Linked DNA regions of Columba livia: region 2 is linked to region 1. The links are chromatin contacts, called in public Hi-C maps. All regions are on one chromosome and are shown on one strand. Each heading gives the region's core, a stretch centred on a gene start, on an enhancer-like site or on the middle of the called end of the contact. The rest is flanking DNA. Distances are from core to core; before and after follow the strand shown.

The links. Hi-C and Micro-C count contacts between places; a contact is called where the count stands out from the background.
Region 2: a contact with region 1 is called in a Hi-C map of liver, with 2.4 times the contacts expected there. The contact joins the promoter of PXDC1 here to the promoter of ECI2 in region 1. A contact is called at or near these places in 2 of 2 Hi-C or Micro-C datasets (crop and liver).

What each region holds. Positions count from the first base shown.
Region 1 is chr2:73,159,291-73,165,689 of bColLiv1.pat.W.v2, forward strand. It overlaps ECI2 (enoyl-CoA delta isomerase 2), which reads left to right and starts at 4,466. Exons shown (of 10, transcript XM_065052499.1): 1 at 4,466-4,625. The coding sequence starts at 4,564.
Region 2 is chr2:73,344,533-73,350,408 of bColLiv1.pat.W.v2, forward strand. It overlaps PXDC1 (PX domain containing 1), which reads left to right and starts at 2,027. Exons shown (of 5, transcript XM_065052505.1): 1 at 2,027-2,458. The coding sequence starts at 2,203.

The DNA of each region.
Region 1 (6,399 bases), core at 3,216-5,715:
ATCTGAACTAAGGACAATGCTGCAAAAAGGCAATTCTTCCAGAATTACTGATTGTCTGAGAATAAACCAGCAATCCAGCCAAGAAAAGTGGAGTAAAGCACTGTACAATTAGTTAGTTGCTGATTAGAGCTCATGTTTATATTTCTCTGTTGATAAAAATCTCTGTTCAAGCAAATGGGTCCAAGTCTAATTTCTTCTTGGATGTCAGGAACTGAGGTAAGAACATGACCCACATAAACAGGAGTTTCCAAAACCAGGCTTACAAAGACACCAGTGATTAATGCCCCTTGTTAACATTATAGTTTCCTTCACCGTAGCAGCAAAACTATGAAAGGCCCTCTCCCACATGTATGGAATTGTTTGTCACCATCAATGCAAAAAGCATGACAATATTGTCACACAAGTAAGTCCCACAGGATTTATTGGATTGATTTTCAAGGGGAAGGTGAACAAATCACCAAGATAACGTTCTGTTACATATGCATTAAAGTTCCCTGTGGTGATAATGTGAAATCATCTGCCATAGAAATCAAAATCTGAATAATAAAGTACCTGACACATCTGTTTCCTGGATAAACAACTTATATAAAAGAGAAAACAGCTGCCTTGTCACGGTAAGGGATGACAAATATTCAACTCTTTAATACTGAGTACAGTGACATTAAAGAATGCATATTTCAGAAAATCTATGGGACAAAGTGGCAAACACTCAACATTAAAAACTACAGAAATTATTGCAAAGACACAAGAACTATCATTATAGCAAAAAAAAAAAATTATGCTGGTCAGATTGTAGAATATTTTGCGATCTTGAAGGAACTGGGGATGCAGATAATATGGTGATCACCTTGATGTATCAGAATCAGCTCCCATGATGTCAACACCATTCCTCCCTTCCACTGTGAAGTTACACGAAACACTTTTTGTTCAGGCTTTTATCAGCATGTCAAAGAACTTGCAATTACGCTGAAGTACACAGCACATAGATATAGATTACAACAGTCAAACCACTCACTCTGCAAACAAAACATCAGGATCCAGTGGTCTGAAAATTTATTGCTTGATTTTGTAATTCATAATAAGGGCACAATATTTTCTCTAGCATATACATAGCTTATAATTATTACGACAGGATGTATATGGTAAAATGCACACATAGAAAAGGCCAGAATAAAAGTGTGTAATATTAAGCCACATGCAAATCCCATCTTGTGAGGTATGTGACTTTGTTCCCCTAAGATCCCACTTCCATGAGTGAGAATACATTACAAGGAAGAAATGGTTAAAAGCATGTTAAGAAAATAGGTAATGTCACATACATAAGGAAAAGATAACAACACCAATAGAACAGAAAGATGTTTTTGTGACACACTACTCACAAAATGCTTGTTTAATATTTCAGCTTACCTGAGCAGTCAGATGAATGCTAAGTAGCTAAGTAATTGAAAGGAGGACAAGAGAAGAAAAATAGAGAAGAAAAAAAGGAAGAAGGACATCTGGAGGTATAGGTTTCTAGAGACAGACACACACATCAAATTGTACTCTTGTAGACACAATACACATGGATTGTGATATGTATCTTAGAGAGGTGAAGAGAAAAAGAATTCACTGTGCTTGCTATTTCTCTATACCTTCCTTTGGTGAGCACTGCATACTGCTGGTGTCCTTATTTAATTCCTACAGCATACAATCCATCTTTGACTGAATCCAGAGATGCCTCTTTTCTGTCTTCAGGTACAACTGGAAAAAAGTTTATTCATTCTCAGAAGTTCCAGTATGACTTTATTAAAAAGACAGGTCTATTTCAACTGATTTACATGCAATAGAAAGAAGTTAAGAAAAATAAGATCTAAGATATTTAATCTCATATATTTAACAGCAAAGTTTTCTGTAGGTAGTATTGGGTGAGAAGGAAGCTCGCAAATAAAGCACAGCTGCTGTGCTCTGTATTCACCTGCGCAGAGGCAACAGAAAACATAATGCAAGAGACTATTTTACCTTGGAATTGAAATGGGTGAGCTGGGTCTAATGGGCTGCTTTTGTTACTGTTACCTTCAGCTAAGCAAATATATAAAAGGCTTTTGTGTTTTCAAGAGGGTAATAATTTAAAGGCAAAGAGAATTCAGGAGAAGTGCACTCCCCCCTTCCCAAATACTTCTCATGTAGCTTCTAGACAGTAGTACAAAATGTGAAACTGTATTATTTTGAAATAAAAGAAAGGATATAAGAATTTTACACAAGGATAAAAATGCAGCCAGGAAAAACCTTTTGTCTTACCATTAACAATAAAATGCTAGAGAGGACACTGTCATTAGGGACTTGTTTGTCCAACAATAAATCTGAAGCAACTTACCAAATGAGTTCTCTAGGGAGTCCTCTCTAGATTCATCGCATTAGTGCTAACAATAGTACTACAGTAAACTTTCAACTGATGCTCATGACATTCCTGTAATTATTTTTCTGGCCTTTTCAGACTACAAGACTAAAACTGTTGTGTGCATAAGCTTTCAATAAAATAAACTATTATTTGACAAAACAAATGCCAGTATTTTAGAGCAGAATTCTTTTCTTTTTTATTCACAGAAAGCCTCATTCCTGTAGGTCAGAGGAAAAAATTAGCCCATAGTTTGGCTTTATGCATTCAAAATACTGTCTCTGTCTAACAAGGTACATACTTTAAAGCCATCAGTTTTGCTTGATCAAGGCCAAGTAAGAGTATAGAACAACAATACCATTTAATATAACACCTTCAGAAGGGTGCTTTCAAAGTCTTTTATAAACATGAATTTCATCTCACAACTCTGCGTAGCAGAGAAAGAAATTGCCACTGAGAGGCTAAAACGCAAATAAATACCTATTTTAAGTAGGTCAGCTAGAGGCGCAAACCAGTAAAGGTTGTGTCTGAAACTGAGAAATGGTAGGCTTTTGGATCTGTAATCGTAAGCAAAATTCAAGATGTATCAAGTTCAAAGAAGAACACTCATGCTTGAAATTCAAGGCTGTGTTAGAAAAAGTCAGCTACATGTGATTTGACCAGAGTCACACATCACAACCATGGCAAGATGAGAAAAAAAAGTGCCATCCTAACTGCTGGTCTCAAACAGTTATGTACACTTTTGGAAAACAGTAACCAAGCATTTAAGGAAGGAGAACCCCACAGCTCATTAACAGCTTTGAAACATTTATCCTTGAGGGAGAACTCATAGTCCTAAATGCATTTACTTTTGGGGAAAGGAGAAACAAACAAACAAGAAATTGAATCAGGACTAAAAGGTGATTTTATTGGATGCTTTTTGAAAGGAGACTGACAGAGCTGAGTATCCCAGTCATGAAGATCTTCCCAGCACCTGACTGAACACAGAAACATCTTTCCCAAAGCAGATAACATCAGCAAGGAAAAATTAAACATACCCTGAGAAGCGAAAGCTCAAAGTGCAAAAGCTTAGCAATAAACAGCAATATATTTTAAGTTAGATGGGACAGACACTAGCATTTATTTCACTTCTGCACGGCACCAATCCTACTGAGGTACAGACCCAAGGCTATTCAGTAGCCCACCAGCTGATTTGTGTGGAAAAACAAGGACATGAACATATTTAAGAGCTACCTAGCAGGCAAAAATAGAAAGATAATACAAGTAATGGCCCCCCTCAATAATGTGATGTGTGTTACAAGGCACTTTTGAGGGGCTGAGTCCATTACTTTTGCTCACTGGCTTCACATCTGATCATTTTCCATAGTCTGCTCTCTGACAGTGCCAGCTGCCCGTCAGGCTTAGAAGTCATAGAATGTCCTGAGTTGGAAGGGACCCACAAGGATCACGGAGTCCAACTCCTGTCCCTGCACAGGACAACCCCACAGTTCACACCATGTGTCTGAGGGAGTTGTCCAGTCTCTTCTTGAACACTGTCAGGCTTGGGGCCGTGACACCTCCCTGGGGAGCCTGTTCCAGTGCTCCACCACCCTCTGGGGGAAGAACATTTTCCTTATGTCCAGTCTAAACCTGCCATTCCCGCGGGTTCTGTCGTTGGTCACCAGAAAGAAGAGTTCAGTACCTGCCCCTCCTCCTCCCCTTGTGAGGAAGCTGTAGCCCCATGAGGTCTCCCTTCAGACTCCTCTTCTCCAGGCTGAACAAACCCAGTGACTTTAGCCACTCCTCATACTCCCCTTCAAACCCTTTCACCAGCTTCGTGTCACTCTTCTGGATACTCCAGTAGCTTCCACAACAACCTGTTTAATTTCTGACCCCGAAGTGCATTTCCCAGGCTATGGCTCCAGACTGCTGTCACACCTGCATCTGGTTGCTCGTAGAGAGGAGACTCCCCGCCCGGTCCCTCCCGCCAGCGGAGCCCCAACCTGCCGCCTCACGGCTCCCGCCAAGCCCGGTCCGGCCCGGCCGCTGTCACCTCAGCGGCTGCGGGCGAAGCCATCACGCTCAGCCCGGCCTCCACCACGGGAGGCGATCGCCATCCCCTCAGCTGAGGGCGCAGTAGCTCCGGCGGGGCGGAGTTTGCCGCCGCCGCCGCCGCCACCTCCTCCTCCCCCGCCGTGGCTCCCCGTGTCATGGCGGCCTCCGCCCTGACCTTTGTTCGGAGGTTGTGCTGGCAGCCGTTCTGCCAAGTGAGGTGAGCCCCGATCGCCCGCGCACTGTCCGTGTGGCTGGGGGCTCTGGTGCCGTCCCGCCCCGGTGAGAGCCTGGTCCGAGAGCCGCTGTCTCCTCGCCGCGCTCCCGGGTGAGTGGCCGGTAGCGGGTGGCCTGGCTCCCTCCCCGGCCCTGCTGCTCCGGGGCTGCCCAGTGGGCCCTCTCATAGAGGCCAGGGGAAGGCTGAGGGCCGGCAGTGGCGCGGCCGGGGCTGTAAGCGCCGTGGGGCGGCGGGAGGCCCGGCCGTTGCCTCAGGCCTGGGCAGCCCCGTCTCCCTCCTGCCGGGGCCCGGCGTGGAGACCGAGCGCCCTCCCACCCGTGCCACTCGATGAACCGGGTTTGATTTCTCTATGCGGCCCGTACGTACGCGGTTAATGCGCGGAACGGGACACTGGTTTCATCCTAAGTTGAGGGAAGTCACTTTCTGCTGGAGACAGGGACCCTTCCAGCCGTACCGCCCACATTTTGTGTTTGAACACACTTGTGGGAGTGGGATACTTGCGTTTGGTGCCTGTACCCTTGTATTTCTGTCTCCTGAGGCAAGTGTATAACCACCAAAGAAGTAGTTAGGGTGGGTGTAAGGGGCCTGAAACTGTACTGAAATATGGAGAAAAATATGTGATTCTATATCACAGAATCACAGAATCACAGAATGTTAGGAATTGGAGGGGACCTCAAAAGATCATCTACTCTGATCCCCCTGCCGGAGCAGGAACACCCAGATGAGGTTACACAGGAGGGCGTCCAGGCAGGTTTTGAATGTCTCCAGAGAAGAACACTCCACAACCCTCCCTATGTTCTTGTTCTTTCCCCCCTCCCAATCAGTCCCACGAAAACAAGCTTAACCATGTGTTCAGCTAATTAGGGCTTCTTGCTGAGACTACTCTGACTTTCGAAATAGTGATGCAATATCTCCCATGGTCTGTCTTCATTACATATTGATCTTGAGCTGTTTCCAGGTAACGTGTCACTTGCACTAGTGACACTGGGACAGGTGTGCAGCTCTGGTGTTAGCTGGGCTGTGGGAAGCAGAAAGGATGACTTGGCTTCTGAGTGGACTTAGAACTGTAGGATTGACATTGACAAAATAACGGTTAAGTTGGAAATTCTACTGAAAAATTGTTTGTGTGTGAATGATAATCGCGAAGTGTGTCAATTTGTAGAATTTCCTCTTCCTATCAAAAATATCTTAATAAATACTCAAGTAAATTAAGCATTTGGTTTGTTACATATACTCAGTAAGCAAGATCCTAAGTAGAATAGTGAAACAAGCATCACCATACCAATAGATTAAAGACCTATAGTACTCTGATTGTTATCAGCACACAATTTTGACTGTTATAATGTACACTTTCATAAGTGAAATGCTTTTATCCAAGTATCTCCATTAGGCATGAATGCATTTTGACCAGAAAACTGTATTCATTTAGGCATTAAGGTATAATGTTTTTCTCCCAAGGCTTTGTGAGAAATTATTTGAAGCATGTACATAAAAAATTTCAGATACAGGGAGAAACAGAGAGAATGCAAGTTGTGTGATCAGCATGACTTCTGCCCTTATTTCAAAAAATAACTCTTTAGGCAGACTTTCTACAGATAAATATTAATTTAATGTAGCTAAGTTGTTACAACAAGAGGAAGGGAAAGCAATTCTAAGTTGGAAAGCATGTAGAAGACTGGCCTGCTGGACATCGTTAGGCTAGTGCAGTCAGATGAATTTGAAATGGCAAGATGCGGTATGTGAAATAAGGTAATAG
Region 2 (5,876 bases), core at 777-3,276, 180 kb after region 1:
AAGCAAGTGGGCCGCTGCTGCACGCTTTGTTCCGGGCAGGGGTACACAGCTCTCCTCGAAAAGCGTGTGCCTTCAGGTTGTTTGCTTTGTTCGGTTTTGGATCACAGATACGGGCTGTTCTCAATAAAGTTAGTTAGGTAGGAATCAGTGCTGAGCATCTCAGGATCCACTCCAAGTTCTTTAGCATCACTCATCCTGTTTTGAAAAACACAGATTTCTCTAAAGAAATGTCTGCAGGTGCTGTGGCGCGAGACTGCAGTAAACGAGCATGAGCTTTTCTGTTTGGAGAAATGGGGCTCAGTCATTTGCGTTAGTTACATATAACTGTGCTTTGGAGTGAACTAGAACCAGTTTTGTTATGTAAAGGTTAAACCAAGAAAATATACAATTAGATATTTGAATAGGGAGATTGGGACATCATTGCCTTTGTCAGTTTGGAGTTGGTTTACCGTAAAGGCATCTGGCACCTGAATGATTTTGGCAGTTACTAGCAACATGTTATGTATCAAAGAGTGTGGTTTAGTCACTTAATTATGCACTTAACAGAAAACTATTAATCATCTTTCACCTCTGTGCCCCTCCTGCCCACCCCCCACCACTATTCTTATTTGCACTGCCCCAAGCTGATCCAGCTGCAATGTTCTCCAAACACCACTTTTTGGCTGATAACCGTAGCAGTGATCTTGTCTCTGGGTTTTGCTGATTTTTTGAGCAGTTGAACAGCACAAGGATCATTACTGTGTGAATTCCTGACCTCCTGAACCACAGATGTCACACCGGCAGAAACTGGCTTATATTTGATAATTCATAGTGTGAGTGCAACGACCTCCAACCTCCCCAAATTATACAAACAGGAAGGGTCTCTCCTGCCCCAGGCCATGGCATGACCCCGGGAATTCACCCAATGCCTCCCTCAGCAGCAGAAAGCCGGTGCCGGAGGCCACTGCCTTCAAGCAGAGGCCCATCCCAGATGATGAATCCCACGTCACTGTGCTGTCATTCGCTTCACCTTCAGCATGTATATCTTAACCCTGCAGCTTCTAGGCACTTTCAGACATCCAGGTGTCTCCCACACACTTCCTTGCTTTACAGTGCATCTCCAGTTTTGACAGATGACTGTATCTGACTGTTCCAGCCCTGCCAGCTCTCCCAGTGCCCCATGCTCTCTTGTGCCTCAAGACAGTACTTGAGGTCCCTGGTGGGAAGGAGAGGCTGTATTTGCAAGTGCAGGTGCCCCCATCTCCCTCCTGTGAGAGATGCTGCTGGAGGCTCTCTCAGGGGTGGCATCCCACCAGACTATTAAGAAAAGGCCGAAGGACTCCCAGACACCAGCTGTCTACACCCTTTCTCCTGCTTGTCCTCTCAATAATCGACCTCCGCCTCCCTGGAGATGCCGGCACGGCTGCCGGGGTCTCCCTTTAGGCTGCCCAGGGCACTGACGGTCGCTTTTCCACTGTGTGTGCTGCTAGGGGCTGGCAGCCTCGCATGCCGCAGCTGGAGACAGTGTAAGCAATTCTCCCTGTTCCTCCCTCAGCTGGCTGGGCTGGAAGTTTTGGGTTGTTGTGTTTTTGTTTGTTTGTTTGTTTGTTTGTTTAAAAAAAACACAAACACACAAAACAACCCCCACACCACCAAAAAACTTCTGGGGTCACTGGGAGGGGAAGAAATTTCCTCGTAATATCTGTGGCGTCTGCGAAATCGTCCCGAGAAGGAAGAGGAGGATCCCGCCGTGGGGACCGCGGGTGTTTGGGGGAGGGAGTTGGCGCTGGCTGCGGGACCGGGGGCGTCACAGCAGCCGCGGGCAGCCCCACTCCCTCCCGCCGTGGACGGGAGGGGCTCTGCCTTCCTGCAGCGCCGGGGAAGAAGGGGCCGAGCTACCCCGCTCCCCGCCCCGGGAGGGGGTGAGAGCCGCCCTGCTCGGTGCCGGGGGCTCAGCGGAGCAGAGGCTGGGGTGCCCGGGCCGGCCTCTCGCTGCGGGCCACCGTCTATGAGGCGCCGGCGAGCCCTCCCTCCAGCGCCGGGAGGCGGCTCAGCCCCGGCGGGCAGGGCAAGGCAGGGCCGGACCAGAGGGGGGGCCGTGAGGCGGGTGGCACCCCCCTTCTCTCTTCTTCCTCCTCCTCTTCCTTCTCCTCATAACTTGGCCGCGGCGGCGCGGAGCGCTGCGCTTCGCCCTCCGCCGGCGGCGGGGGATGCGGTGGCGGGATGGCCTCGGCCGTGTTTGAGGGCACCTCGCTGGTGAACATGTACGTGCGGGGCTGCTGGGTGAACGGGATCCGTCGGCTCATCATCAGCCGGCGGGGCGACGAAGAGGAGTTTTACGAGATTCGCACCGAGTGGTCGGACCGCAACATCCTCTACCTGCACCGCAGCTACTCCGACCTCGGCCGCCTCTTCAAGCGGCTCCTTGACTCCTTCCCCGAGGACCGACCCGAACTGTCCCGCTCCCCCTTGCTCCAAGGTCTGAGCAGCCTCCGCGGGCGCGGCGCTCGCTGGGCGGCGGGCGGGCGGGCGTTCAGCCGCTGCCGCTTTTCCCGGGATGGCGGTGGCGGGGCGGGCGGTTCCCCCGGGCGGAGGGAAGGGGTGAGGAGCCCGAGCCGCTATGCGACCGGACGGGGCGGGGGGGCTGGGAAGCTGCGGGGGCGTTTTGCGGTCGGAAACTCCGCTCGGGCTGTTGATTTCTGTCGGTTTTGGTTTTTTTTTGTTTGGGTTTTTTTTTGGTAAATACACGGTGGGAGTGAAGGGCTGTCCCGCAGCCCGAGCTGGGGCGAGAGCCGCGGACTCTGCGCTCCTGCAGGAGGGAGGTCCCAGCCCCGCCGCTGTCCGCAGCTCCGCGGGGACAGGGGCTCCGGGCTGATCTGGTCTGGGCGGCAAAGGGGTTCACGCTGCCCTTCACCGCTGCCGCCGGCCTCCCCGCGGCTTCCCGAGGAAGGGATGGGAGGGTTGTTGGCAGGAGAAGGGCTGTAGCTGAGAAATCTCCGCATGTTGGTATGTTGTTTGCCACAAGGAGAGCGGAAAAAAATAAGAGGCTGCAGCACTTGCCAGTGGACCGAGCGAGTCTGGGAGTTGGCATAATTCCTTGCATAACTTCTGCAAAACAGGGGAATTGCATCAGTGGTTAGAGCTGGGTTTTCTCTTTTCGTTTCTGAAGTGGATTAGCCCAACTTGAGAGATGTTACCCATGCTCAGGCCTCTCTGTACAGAAGCCGCATGTACATGTTAAGCTCTCTTGGGAGTTGGTTTTAATTTGTTTAACTTTTGGGGTACAGTTAGATACAGTTATGTGTTTACTCGAAAATATTTCAAGTGTGCAGAGTTGTGCAGGCCAGTCTGCTCATCTGAAAATGGACGTGTCTGGAGAAATTCCAGTCTCCCCAGTTGTTTGAGTAACCACATAGATTATTTGATTGAACAGAAATGGGAAGAAGCCAATATTTTGTGTATGTTTTCCTCTGTGAGAGGATAGGGAAGGACTCGGTGATCCTGAGGGTCTCTTTCAACTGAAAGGATTCAATGAAGCTCTCCCCTGCTCTTGCTTTGCCTCACACCTTGCTAGTGTGACCCCCCATTGCAGAGGGTCTACGTTTTGCATTGTGGGGGCTGGTTCTCCACCCTGCATACCAGTGTAAATCCACCGCATTTATTTCTCCGCCCTACCTGTGTGACAGCGGGCTCTCTTCCCATGGAGGGGAGGCAGCGACAGCAGGTCCTTCCCGGGCTGACTCACCAAGGATGTTTTCTGACGGGTGTTTAAAGTGAGACACGGCTTTTTCTACTGCCCTGCCTGATCCCTAACCTCTGATGGTGGGTTGGGGGGGTTGTGCCTCCTTTAAAAATGCTTATATCTTTCCCTTTTCTTCTTTCCCTCTCGGCGGCGGGAGCCAGAGCCCGTTCCCCGGCCAGTGTCCCCCGGCTCCGGGCTCTTCCCCTTCCCGCTGCCGGGAGGTGGCCGCTCGGTCCCGCGGGCGCCGGGGCAGCTCCGCCGCCACTCGCAGGCCCCGAGTGCCCTCTGCAGACGGCGGTGATGGGCGCAGCCCGGCAGTCCCTTGCTGTCCGCCCCGGGCTGCGGGCGGGGAGATGCTTGCGGGAGCTGGGTGCCGGAGGGCGGCTGTCCCTCCAGCTTGGGTGCGGGCTGGGAACGGAGGAGTCCTCTGGCTGTTGCTGCAGATCGCTACACCCCCACCTTTCAGCCCTGCTGTGTGCCTGACACAGTGTGCTTATACGGTGTCTTACATGATTAGGTTGCTGATCAAGGATCTAAAATATTGTGAACATGTATTATCCGTTGAGGGTGATTTTTAGTAGTGCTGAGCGGCAGTAAATTCTAAGTAACACGGCCTATCAGTGTATATGGCACCTGGGCCCCAGTTTTTGAGGATGCCAGGTAGCAAGCCTGCCCGTGGCCTGTAAGGCACAGCGCCTCCCAGAGTCACTGTGACTAAAATTTGACTTCCCAGCGTGCTGGTAGTCCTTGTACTTGTTGGCTTTGTGGGTCTCTGAAGAGTCCTTGTGAGCTGGACTGGGACGTGTGCTGGCCCTGGCCACAGACAGACTCGATCCGTGCTGGCCCTGGCCTTTTGCCCATCACAGTGTGCTCCCTCCCTCACTTCAGGGACAGGATCTCCTGCATGTTCTAAAGCCATTCTCATTCCTCAATGCCTCTCTCAAGTGAGGGTGGTTCCTCTTCTGTCTGAAGACCTGCCAGAGCTTTTGCAAAATATTAAACTGTTTTCACATCTCTCTGAAGCATCACTTGTGCACTTGGAGCCAGATGGGATTGTAGTCCCATGCACTGGCTTTACTTGACAGTCCCAGGTAACATACCCCGTTAGTGCATGAACAGCTGAGAAAGAGTAAACATCCTCAGCCTGCAACACTCAATTGCTGCCTAAGACCTGGAGCCAGCAACCTTCACTTACCCTTATCTCAGGAAAAGGCGTACTGACTGCAGTAGAATTGGGAATGAGCAAAGCATCAGTCCAGGATTTAAAAAATCGAAACCCAATATAAGCAGACCATGATCTTTACAGCTTGGTGAGTGAGTGGGGGTTTACTTTGCAACAGAGACAGAATAAAAATGAGGAATAGTTTCTAAGCAATCACAGTGCACTTCACAATTTCAGTAATACTCTGTTTAAAATTATGCTGCTCCTGCTCTAGAGAAAATTACTTTGCAGAGCATGCTTCTCTGCATAGAGAACACTTCATCATACCAGCATTTTAAAGTGACTGCCCACAAGCTTGTGTAACTTCACAAAACTGAAACATAAAAATCTCTCTTAACTAAGTGACACTGATGCAAAGCTTTGGATGTAAGAACAGATTGCATGGGACATGTCTGGTCTTTATAAAACTCTGGGGGTGAGCATGGCTTCTTAATGTCCTGTTTAAAGGCACTGTAGGCACTGTAGGCATTGCTGCCTACAGTGAAGCTCGACATATTAAACCCAACAAAAACACCTGAAAAAAGCACACTCTTGTGTGTGCTAGTCATATACATTTGTGTGTATTTTTATATACAAACAAATGTATGTGCATATGCATGTGGGTCTGTATATGTGTGTGTGTTTATCTTAGCCTTTCTGAAATAAGGTGAATATTAGCTGTGCCTTTTATCTGGAGGAAGTGGTAAAGTGTTGCAAACCAAATCTGTGTTTCATTGAAGGACTCCAAAGTCCCTACAGATTTGCCTAAGTAGCATTAAAAGGACTAACATTATCCTACAGCTCAGTCAAGCTGCAGAACGTTACATTTAAGGGATATAGTTGAGCTCGAGCTATTTGATGTTATTAACTTTTTAAAAGAAGATTTATTTTTTTTAAGCATCAGCAATATTAGAAAGAGTTGGTTGTTACCATTATTGCTGATTTCAGCAAACA